Regions from separate parts of the Hordeum vulgare genome. Here all the other regions are linked to region 2. A link is a contact called in public Hi-C data. All regions are on one chromosome and are shown on one strand. Each heading gives the region's core, a stretch centred on a gene start, on an enhancer-like site or on the middle of the called end of the contact. The rest is flanking DNA. Distances are from core to core; before and after follow the strand shown.

Evidence for each region. Hi-C and Micro-C count contacts between places; a contact is called where the count stands out from the background.
Region 1: a Hi-C map of seedling shows a contact between it and region 2, with 3 times the contacts expected there. The contact joins the promoter of LOC123450598 here to the promoter of LOC123448868 in region 2. A contact is called at or near these places in 2 of 6 Hi-C or Micro-C datasets (leaf and seedling) and 1 of 1 datasets of contacts at active chromatin or transcription factors (embryo).
Region 3: a Hi-C map of seedling shows a contact between it and region 2, with 5 times the contacts expected there. The contact joins the enhancer-like site here to the promoter of LOC123448868 in region 2. A contact is called at or near these places in 1 of 6 Hi-C or Micro-C datasets (seedling) and 1 of 1 datasets of contacts at active chromatin or transcription factors (embryo).

The regions. Positions count from the first base shown.
Region 1 is chr4H:441,278,944-441,282,314 of MorexV3_pseudomolecules_assembly, reverse strand. It overlaps LOC123450598 (sex determination protein tasselseed-2-like), which reads left to right and starts at 1,997. Exons shown (of 1, transcript XM_045127767.1): 1 at 1,997-3,235. The coding sequence starts at 1,997. The coding sequence ends at 3,076.
Region 2 is chr4H:441,580,331-441,583,668 of MorexV3_pseudomolecules_assembly, reverse strand. It overlaps LOC123448868 (U2 small nuclear ribonucleoprotein B''-like), which reads right to left and starts at 1,339. Exons shown (of 5, transcript XM_045125896.1): 1 at 1,191-1,339; 2 at 516-688. The coding sequence starts at 1,263.
Region 3 is chr4H:441,160,656-441,164,219 of MorexV3_pseudomolecules_assembly, reverse strand. No RefSeq gene overlaps it. Among protein-coding and RNA genes, the nearest start is that of LOC123450598, 120 kb to the left of the region's middle. Within about 2 kb of position 2,104, at least 3 of the 3 cell types and tissues checked have open chromatin away from gene starts, as enhancers often do. A contact at or near this core is called in seedling, where this site is marked.

The DNA.
Region 1 (3,371 bases), core at 748-3,247, 300 kb after region 2:
CTGACCTGCGAGCAAGCAGCAATAGTTTAAGGTCAAGAGCCAAATACAAAGAGCAGATTCGTCCACGTAACAAACTAACCCTCATTTCATAGTCTCCATCCCTTCCACGAGAGGATATACTACTACAACTACGTGGGAGTATAACTCAGAAAAGTCTACTGAAAGCGCCACGTCCCTACGCCATCTCACGGAAACTCAATAAGTAGCATGCGTACACCCTGGCTTCCTCACCTCGACAACATACGTGTTAACATCAGCATCACGTCACCAGTACATATACTGGTATACATGCATGTACACGGTGCGGGATAAGACTGATGTAAGTACGTGCGTAAGGGAGAGGGGGTATACGCTCAAAAAAAAGAGGAGATGGGTAATACGAATACGGTATGCCTACGGAGTAGTACTGGGTGAAGTTAATTCTCTGGTCGCTAGCTGCAAAAGTGCTCAGGCGGTGACGCCAAGATTTGGTCAATTCGTTTAGCTCGTCTGCAACCGGGCCCCGACGAGAGACGAAGCCAGTTTTTTATACCCAGAGTTGATGAGATGGCGGAGGTAGGGTTCGTGGCCTTGTTCGCTTTTGACTTTGGTAGAGGTTAAACATTGGGGTTGCCGTTGGTGTGGGGTGGACTAAAACTCGTCTCCTTTCAAAGGAGACTATTCATCCTGGCAAGGAAAGAAAAAAAAAGACTATTCTGCACTGTATATGTATGTCTCCTCTGTACCGATTGGATGCGATTAATCTGGCGACCAAAATGTTCCCATGCATGAATGTGTGATGGAGCTGTTCGGTCTGTGGCCAGAAATTAGGGTCACCATTGTCCATGAGTCAATAAAAAGCGAGGCGATTAATTCGATCACCGCGGTAAAGCGAGGGGGTGTACGTTACAAGTTGGGCAAATATTTTAGGTATAATGATCAATCAGACTTATCACAGTCTTATACGAAAAAGGAACCGTGAAGCCCAACCAGAGGAGAGAGACACTAAAAGGCTGATATTTTTGTTGTTTTCATTCAAAATCAAAAGAAGAAGAAAAGGGGTTAGTAAAGCGATGAATTAGGTTAGGACTTAGGAGGAGGATGGTGTTGCGTAGGAACCGTTCTCGCACGTAGAATTAGGAGGGGGGTGTTGAACCGGGCTCCGGTCGGCAACTACCCAGCCTGAAAAGTCGAGAGCCGAAAGCCCAAGCAAACACAATGTCTCCTCTCAAGGGGGTTGACCCAGCAACCCTCGGGTAGTCTCATTCCCATGCAATGCAAAGTCCCACGAAAACCAAAAAACAAATATAAAAGGGCATCGGTTTCGTGCTCCTCAATCTTGTGAGCGTCCACACCGATGGTTGAAAGGAAATCCGTCCTAGTTGTTGAGTTAGTCACGCTCACGCATCGGCATCAGCTGAAGCCAGCAGCCAGGACACGACCATCGACCCCCACGTAACTTGCGGTCATCGGAGCCCATCTCCGGCGCCCCAAAACCTGAAGCCGCGGTCAACCCGATCCGTCCGCCCAACCGTGTGCGGCTCTCTCCCCGTCGGTCTCGGCCTTGCTTTTGCTAGTTGCTCCATCCGTTGGTCGTCCTCGCCCTCGCTTCTACGAATGCGCTGGCGTTGGCAACATCTCTGGGTTTTTTCTTTCTCCCTCGTGGACCGGAGATATGCAGTCCGGTCAGAGGCAGTGTCGCCCTCCGTGCTGATCCGATCAGAGTTAAACAAGGCTGTTTAGTTGGCCGCAAAGACCATGACATCAGTGCCAGACAGACAACCATGTACAAGCACCCTCTACTTACTGAACCGCTTGCCACATACTACTACTACTGTATGTGCTTGGCTAATCACGAATCAAACGATGATAAACTAGTAGCAACAACTTTTTCATTAGGCTAGATAGTAGAAGCAACAACTACGTACGCGTTGAATTACGTGTAGTCCCGCGAGCTGGCCGTACAACCAGTCGCCCGGCCAGCCTATAAGTAGACCCCGCCCTGCGTTCCCCCTAAACCATCAACAGCAAGCTCGCCGCGCTTCACACACTTCCCTCTCATCTCAAGAAGACGACGGTACGTGCGCTGCGCACCAGCCTCGCCGCCTACGCGCAAGAGCTCGCCACGGCCACCGCCATGCCTGCCTTGGACGTCATGCCGGAGAAGGCCCACCAGCCCGCCATGTCGCCGTCGCACCACGCCCATGGGTGGGACGCCAGCGGCGCCCCCACCCCCATGCACAAGAGGCTCGACGGCAAGGTGGCCATTGTCACCGGCGGCGCGCGGGGGATCGGGGAGGCCATCGTCAGGCTCTTCGTCAAGCACGGCGCCAAGGTGCTCATCGCGGACATCGACGACGCCGCGGGCGACGCGCTGGCGGCCTCGCTGGGCCCGCACGTCGGCTCCGTGCGCTGCGACGTGTCGGTGGAGGAGGACGTGGAGCGCGCCGTCGACCGTGCGGTGTCGCGCTACGGCCGCCTCGACGTCTTCTGCAACAACGCCGGGGTGCTGGGCCGGCAGACCAGCGCCGCCAAGAGCATCCTCACGTTCGACGCCGGCGAGTTCGACCGCGTGCTCCGCGTCAACGCGCTGGGCACCGCGCTCGGCATGAAGCACGCGGGGCGCGCCATGATGGCCCGCCGCTACGGGAGCATCGTCTCCATCGCCAGCGTCGCCGGCGTCCTGGGCGGCCTCGGCCCGCACGCCTACACCGCCTCCAAGCACGCCATCGTGGGGCTCACCAAGAACGCCGCCTGCGAGCTCGGCGCGCACGGCATCCGCGTCAACTGCGTCTCGCCCTTCGGCGTCGCCACCCCAATGCTCATCAACGCCTGGCGCCAGGGCCACGACGCGTCCGCCGCCGACGACGCCGACGCCGACATCGGCCTCGACGTGGCCGTGCCCAGCGACCAGGAGGTGGAGAAGATGGAGGAGGTGGTGAGGAGCCTCGCCACGCTCAAGGGGTCGACGCTCAGGCCCAGGGACATCGCCGAGGCCGTGCTCTTCCTGGCCAGCGACGACTCCAGATACGTGTCCGGCCACAACCTCGTCGTGGACGGCGGCGTCACCACCTCAAGAAACTTGATCGGGCTGTGAAAATTCACATCACCGACCTCGCATCCATCTACTACTAGCATCTAGATCACCATCAGTAGGAGGAACAAATTAAAGATGATTGTCTAGCCCGCAACTCTACTCTACTCAAGTTCTTTGGTTCGTTCGATGGGTTAATTGATTGATTGATTCCGTGTGTTATTCGTCTGAGCATTCTTGCTTTCGTGCTGCATTTTTCTGGCTTGATTGGTTTTGTCTCTGTGTCCTGCAACGCTCCAATCGTTTCATCGTTTGGGCTCTGGCTAGCAGCCTAGCTGATACGATCTGAAACAGAAAG
Region 2 (3,338 bases), core at 90-2,589:
CCGGATATATGATAGTTGAAAGAGTGTACCAGTATGTATAACCTAAGAAAGAAGTGTATGCTAGCACCATTTGAAGAACAAATATATATCGTCTATCTACACTATTCCACAAACTGTTAATATAATTTCGCCATAGCTGAACTTAGGCGAGTGACATAGTGTTTCTGGCAACCTAAATGGTCGCCATAACTACGCCGGATTGTCGGTTAGGCAAAGAACTTAGCACACATGGTCAAGCCTCTGCAGATTACAAAGAAAACACAAGACTTAAACTCAAGGTATAACTGTACAAAAATTTATCAGCGGATACTTTGAATGGAGCACTGTTGTGGTAAACTACTAATGCAAATCTAAGAACCATATAGGAACACTGAATTGCCCACTTAATAATCAGAAATGCTTGTCTCGGACCAAACATACCCACCGTGCTTCTTATGCACGGAAGAGAACACGGAGAATAAAATGTAAAATAAAACACCTTGACATTATTATAAACTAAAGTGGAGATGTTTCACCATTTTTTTGCCGTAAAAATCGAAGTCTTGTAGGCCCCGGAAAGCATTGGTGGCCGCTGTAATTTCACTGAATGCCACCCAGGCTTGCCCCCTGAGTTTATGAGTTTTTAAGGCCACAACATCCACTATTCTTCCATACTGAGAGCACAATGCATAGAGTGATCTCTTCAGCTCTGTAGGAAAGATCAACACACGTTAAAGCATGAAAGGACCGAAATCACTAGCATACTACAACCTACAACAGTAGAACAATTGTTTATGCAAACTAGATTTGAGACAGATACGACCATGCTCGCTTGGAGATTACAAATATGTTCTGTAGAGGGAAGCAATAATTTCGCAAAGTCCTACTGTAGATTTCTCGTCCCCCTTCAAAGCTTTCTGACGCAGCTTGCAGAGAGCGAGACATTCCTAAAAGGATGAGACGGACTGCGCCAAACACGGGTTCCAGCAAAAGCATGGAACGAAACCAAAATCGGGCAGTTCAATCACAGCTCCTACGGCCAGCATTTAACACTATGTACGTTTCGTCTGTCGAGAGTCAAGACCAGAGATCCTACTAACAGAAAAGCGAGGCGCGGACGAGCTAACAGCCTGGATCGGGAGGCTAGGGTTTTAGGAGAGGGACTTTGCCAGCGGGTGCGGCGGGGCGCTAAGCGGCCGGGTGAAGGATACCTTCTTTCTTGACCTTCTCGTTGAGGTTCTTGAAGTAGACGGTCTGGTTCGGGGGAACGTCGCCGGAGAGCATCGCCGCCGCCGAAGACGAGGAGGAGAGAGGCGAGCGCTAGACCTTGCTGTTTCGGGCCGTGCGATTTTTGGGTTTCTAAATTTCCTGGTACACCCCGCTTCCCTTATCTCTTCGGGCCTCGAGGTCGGCACAGGCCGGGTCGATGGGCTGTATGGATGGAGCAGTTTTGGTGTGGATAATATATGGGCCCAGCCTGCTTGTCTGTGGACCGCGTAGATTGGGTGTGTTTGAATGATTTTTTCTGTAGACCTATTGGGCTTACTTTTGCTCTGCTTTTTCATTTGTTTTTCCTAAACCCAAAAAAAATTGTATTTTTCTTCAGTCATGTCTCTCAAAATTTTGCACCCCCCCCCCACACACAGAGATAAAATAACTGTACTTCAGATTCTCTCTTTTTTTTTGCGTGGAACTATACTTCAGACTGATTTGCTACAAAAGTGCCTTTTCACTCGTTTCATGGTAAACTTGGTCCATCATCTACTTTTTTACCTCGTATATACTCTCATTCTAATTGCTCACTTTTGAAAAGTTCCAACGGAAAACGTTCCTGGTTCTGGCAAGACCAGGTAAACCTCGCTGCTCCAAGCCTCTAAGTAATCTCATGCCCACGGGCCATTGTGTGGGTCTCTCGAAGGTTACAGGAACTGAAGAAATGATCACGTTTACTCTGTCAAAAGTTTTGCTGATCGCGGCCACTTTTCCCGAACCGGAAAAGAGCAGCTGAAGTTTGAAGGGCGTCGCCAACAAGCGGAGGCAGCTTTGCGCTTGCTCGGGTGTGAACGGGTGGCTTTCGGCAAAACTCGATTTCTGCGGCTGGAAACGCCGCTTGGCATTGGCCGCCCGCCCAGCACTGGAACAGTTGGTGTTCCTGGAAGCTGCCCGTTCCAATCCATGGTGGATCCCTGCGAGAACTGCTGGATCGCCGCTTTCCTGTCGGGATTACGGCATATCATCATTCATTAAATTAATGGTGAATAGATCCGTCCTGATCGGGCGATGGCTGCCAAGTACCCAGATCGGCCGTGGGAAGCTGGTCGTTTCGTGGTGCTAAAACCTACTATTACAGGATCCGACCACGGATTTCCACGTGGTGGCGCTCGTGCGGACCTCCCCGGCCTTTCCCTTTCCATCGCACGGCTCGGCTGGGTGTGCCCAAGTTGCCGCCTGGACTTGCTGCGTTTAGCTGTCGGGGCCATTTTGCCGCCCATCAGCAGGGCTGCATGGCAGAGGTCTACTTCCAGTTGCAGCAATGGGACAGCTAGCCCCTTCCAGATACACGCCACAAGTTGGTCCAGTGGGACTCAGTGTTCATAATAATCCAGGATAACGGGGCGATTATAAATATACATACTCCATCAGTTCAGCCTCGCTAAAAAAATTTCCTCCACGTTAAGCTGCCTCTCGGTTGGGTTGGGCTGAGCAAAACATCTCAGAAACAAGTGGTCTCCTATATACTCGCAAGCAGCATAATTAATTATTTGGATCGACATACCAAACCAGAGCTGGACATGACTGACGCGACTGACATGCTTTTCATCAGCAGGAAAGGAGCAGGGTGCCTGCGAGTTGCGCCACCGGCAGGGGTCAACTGGCCTATCAGGTTCGGGTCAAAACACCTTCTAGAGTGGGAGCAATGGAGGAGGATCCTGGCCTTTGACCGCCGGATCGGTTGGCGGTCAACCTCTCTCGCACAGACCACACCACACCACGCCAGAGCAAAATCCTAAACTTAAAACCCAAGGCACCCGTCAGCTGGATGCTCTGTTTTACCCACTGGACCAGATTTTCCACGAAAATGAAACTCGTCAATGGCTTTCAAAACAGAGTAGCTAGCAACTAGTAGCTGGCTTGGATGCCTGAGTTGGACCGATCCACGGATATGCTAGCTCGTTCAATGTTTTTATATGCCTTGACTTGATTTTGTTTTTTTCAAAGTTCACAAGGCTTGTGCTAATGTGTAGAAAAAGATTTTGAATCGGATAAGAAGACCTGCAATGTGAAAAGGGAGGAGGACTAATCTACTACTTGAGTGCATTTGCAATTCGATTAGTGTAATCTTTTCTATCTTCTTTTTT
Region 3 (3,564 bases), core at 855-3,354, 420 kb after region 2:
TTTCATCATATGGAAGTTGTTGTTGGTTCGATGAATAAAGACTTGGACTGTTCCATAGTGATTTGTATAGTGACCGAACATGAGTCTCTTATGAACTTATCCAATATTGTGTAATTGGGTATAGCTTGTATGTTGCCCTATGTATTTCCTTAGTGGTTGTAGCTAACTTGAGTGAAGATAACTAATGAATCTTCTATATGTTGCATATAAATGTATTGATCAATGGTGTCTTGTGGTGAATACAAGAGTGCAATTCTTTGTATATGTATTCCGTATTGAACATGAGTTGAATATCATGAATGCAATTTCATTCAAAATATGATACATTTGCATTTTTGCTGAAATGTAGGACCCTTGCAATAAATGTGTCGGCAAACGTATTGGACGTCACACTATGTGTAAGTATAGTGCACGAACACACAAACTGTCGGCGTAGCAATGGATGTCACACGATTTGCCAGCATAGCACACTGTCTGATGATCTGTCGGCACAACTTAGTCTGTCGGTGTATAAATGTCTGTTGGCATAGATCTCACCAATGTTGTTATACTTTTTTGTCAGTATGATTATATTTGTCGGTAAAGACCTTTTCCGACAGAACCTGTCGGAAAAGGTCTTTGCCGACACAAAGTGTGTCGCCTTAGGTGACTTATGCCGACAGATTGTTTGACGCTGTTTTGAGTGTCGAGGTGTAGTGCATGTAAAATGAAAATTAACTATCATGAGGAATGAGGAGCTCCTTACACGTATGGTGACTAATATATTTGGAATATTTTTTTTTATTACACACCCTATGTACGTGGTTGGAAAGAGTAACGAGCTATGCACGCACACAATTACTACTAGTGGTGTTAAAAAACGATTTTTTCTCATTCTTGTAAACTTTCATGTGTACAACTAGGTGTTAATTTTCTTCACCACTTTTTATTATGTTAAAAAACAGATAAAAACAGAAGATACACTGATCATACAAACTTACACATATCCCTTTTTATTTATTTATTGAGAACAGATTCCAGTTTTGTTACCATAACGTAGCACTGTGCTTTTTCTTCATCTGCGGGAACTCAACAGTGGCAAAGTTTTCTTCGACCGGCAGAAGTTGATCCGGCGATCAAACTAGCATTTGGTTACCACACCCTAACGGACACCAGTGTAACAGAAAGGGGACGAATCGATTCTGTAGATGAAATCTCTCCAGATGATGACTAACTAATGACTAATAAGCACGCAGAGCTAATGTGCAATTGATAGAGTCTGGATACATATAAAAAAAAAAGAGTCTTAATAGACTAAGAGACGACGTATGCTTCACCTTTTGTCGAACGCATATATGCTCCAACTGGTCAGCGAGGAACCGCGGAAAGGCGTGAAATGACGCGATCCATGCGTGCAGATAAGCAACGGGTGTTCAACTAGTATTTATAATCTCTTGATGAGCAGTGGATCACTTGCCGCCGCGTACGGCGTAGAGGCAAATATGCTCCGTTTCCACCAGAAATGTTCGAGCACCGACCGGATGTCACTCCATTTTATTTTTTGAAACAAGAATGTCACTCCATTTTACACGTCAGGTGAATATGGTTTATAAGTACATTTTTGTTCTAAACTTCTTCTTTTGCTCCCTCGTGTTTATCGTTCTCGCTTGACAAAAGGGCGTCAAATTATGTATGCATAGCGGTTAACCTATCTACTTATCCAAGAACATATCCGGCACTAGCAAGCACAGAAATTCCAGCAAGCATATATGCGCCGGGTTATCCTAATTCACAACCTAGGCCGAACTGTGGAAATTCCTTGGTGAGGGATGCGGTGAGACGTCAGACGGACCTTTTTGCCGCAAAAGAAAAGTCGTTGGTGGCTTCGTTGCAAGTTCGGTTTTCGGTTGAAAAGTTTGTTCGAATTTGGCGCTACGCTTGCATTCCGCGCAAGAAAAGAAAAGAAACCCGAGCGGAACCATCGGGGAACCGGCGGACAGTTCCCTGGAGAAGCTGATTCGCTGTCGGTGTCGTGTGGTGAGCGGCGAGAGCACGGCCGAACGATGACAAAGCCGCTGAATTCCTGTTGGATGATGCTGGGAATTTGGGCCCCTGTCCTCAGATTTGGTGCCACCAACCAACCAACGTCAATTCAGTTGGAGCTTTGCCGTGATGAACAATCTTCAGGCCCATTGTTAAGCCGTGCTCCAAGTAGTAGTACGTACGCCGATGTGGCTGGCTGATCAGGACAGCAGGTTGCGTTTGGGTGTGTCCACTCTGGGCGGGCATCTGTTTTGGATACCGTGGCTAAAACAATTGCAACAAGACCATACAAATACAGTACTCAAGGACAGGAGCCGCACTTGGCTTTACAGCTGTTAATTGCAGAGGTCGTTTCGTCAAATCGTTGTCGTCTCAAGGACAGGAGAGGCAGAGTATGGAGCCTGTCCTGAAAGTTTTCGCACGGCGGCCAGAAAGATGGGAGATTATTCTACTTGTCCTCTTGCAGTATCGGAATCAAAAGCCGCAGCCTGATTCCGTTTCGAAAGAAGAAAAAAAGCCGCAGCCTGATTGGCTCCACGAACCATATAACGAGCGAGTGACAGACAGACGGTGTATGCTGATTTTGATTTGATGATGGGCCTATTGCTGCTTTCCCTCGTAAGTCGTACTACTACTACTATTGTCATTTCTAACCGTTTTGAGCAAGCTGGATCGCTCAAGAAGTCAAGAGTTGCAGAATTCGTGATGCATGTTGGAACTGGCGAAATATATAAGATCGTTCGAGAGAGTCCGAGACAGAAGCGACAGGGGAAGGGGATAACCAATGTGCCTAAGTACTGTGCTACTCCCTTCGTTCTTAAATATAAGACCTTGTAGAGATTGCACTATGAACTATATACGGATGTATATAGACATATTTTAAAATATAGATTTACTCATTTTGTTTCGTATGAAGTCTATAATGAAATTTGTATAAGGTCTTATATTTAGGAATGGAGGGAGTAGTACGTATTTGATGGTGAGTAGTCTACGTAACGGCCGGGAGGCGAGGCAGCATGGACGGGCAATGGTTGGACACTCGACACGGCGATACACAGGCACCACGGCCACAGTTCCTCTCGTCAGTCACCCACTGTGCCACCCTACAGTGCTCTATCTTTCTGCCACCGCTGGAACAGTGCCTTGATACGTAGCATAGCATACGTAGCTACTCCTACTTGCTTATCTTGAGCAACAATAATGGGCGTTGCCTGCTTCATGATATGGTGCCCTCGCTCGGGCCTGCACGTACGTGCTGTTACTGGCTCACTGCTCAGCAATTGCCCTCTTTTTACTGGCTACAAGTACCAGTAGTAGCCCTTGATAGACAAAACTCTTTGTGCACATACTCTATGACCCTATTTGGATCCATGAGTTAGAGTTAGAGTTGGTTAGATTGGACCAATCTAACCCCTAAACATCCAAACAGGAAGGTTAGAGTTGGTTACATGCATCTAACCCATCCAAAAAAGCTAACCCACCTAAGAGATACTTATTTGGGTTAGAGTTGGGTTGGGCCCATAAAAAGTTACTTTTCTCTCT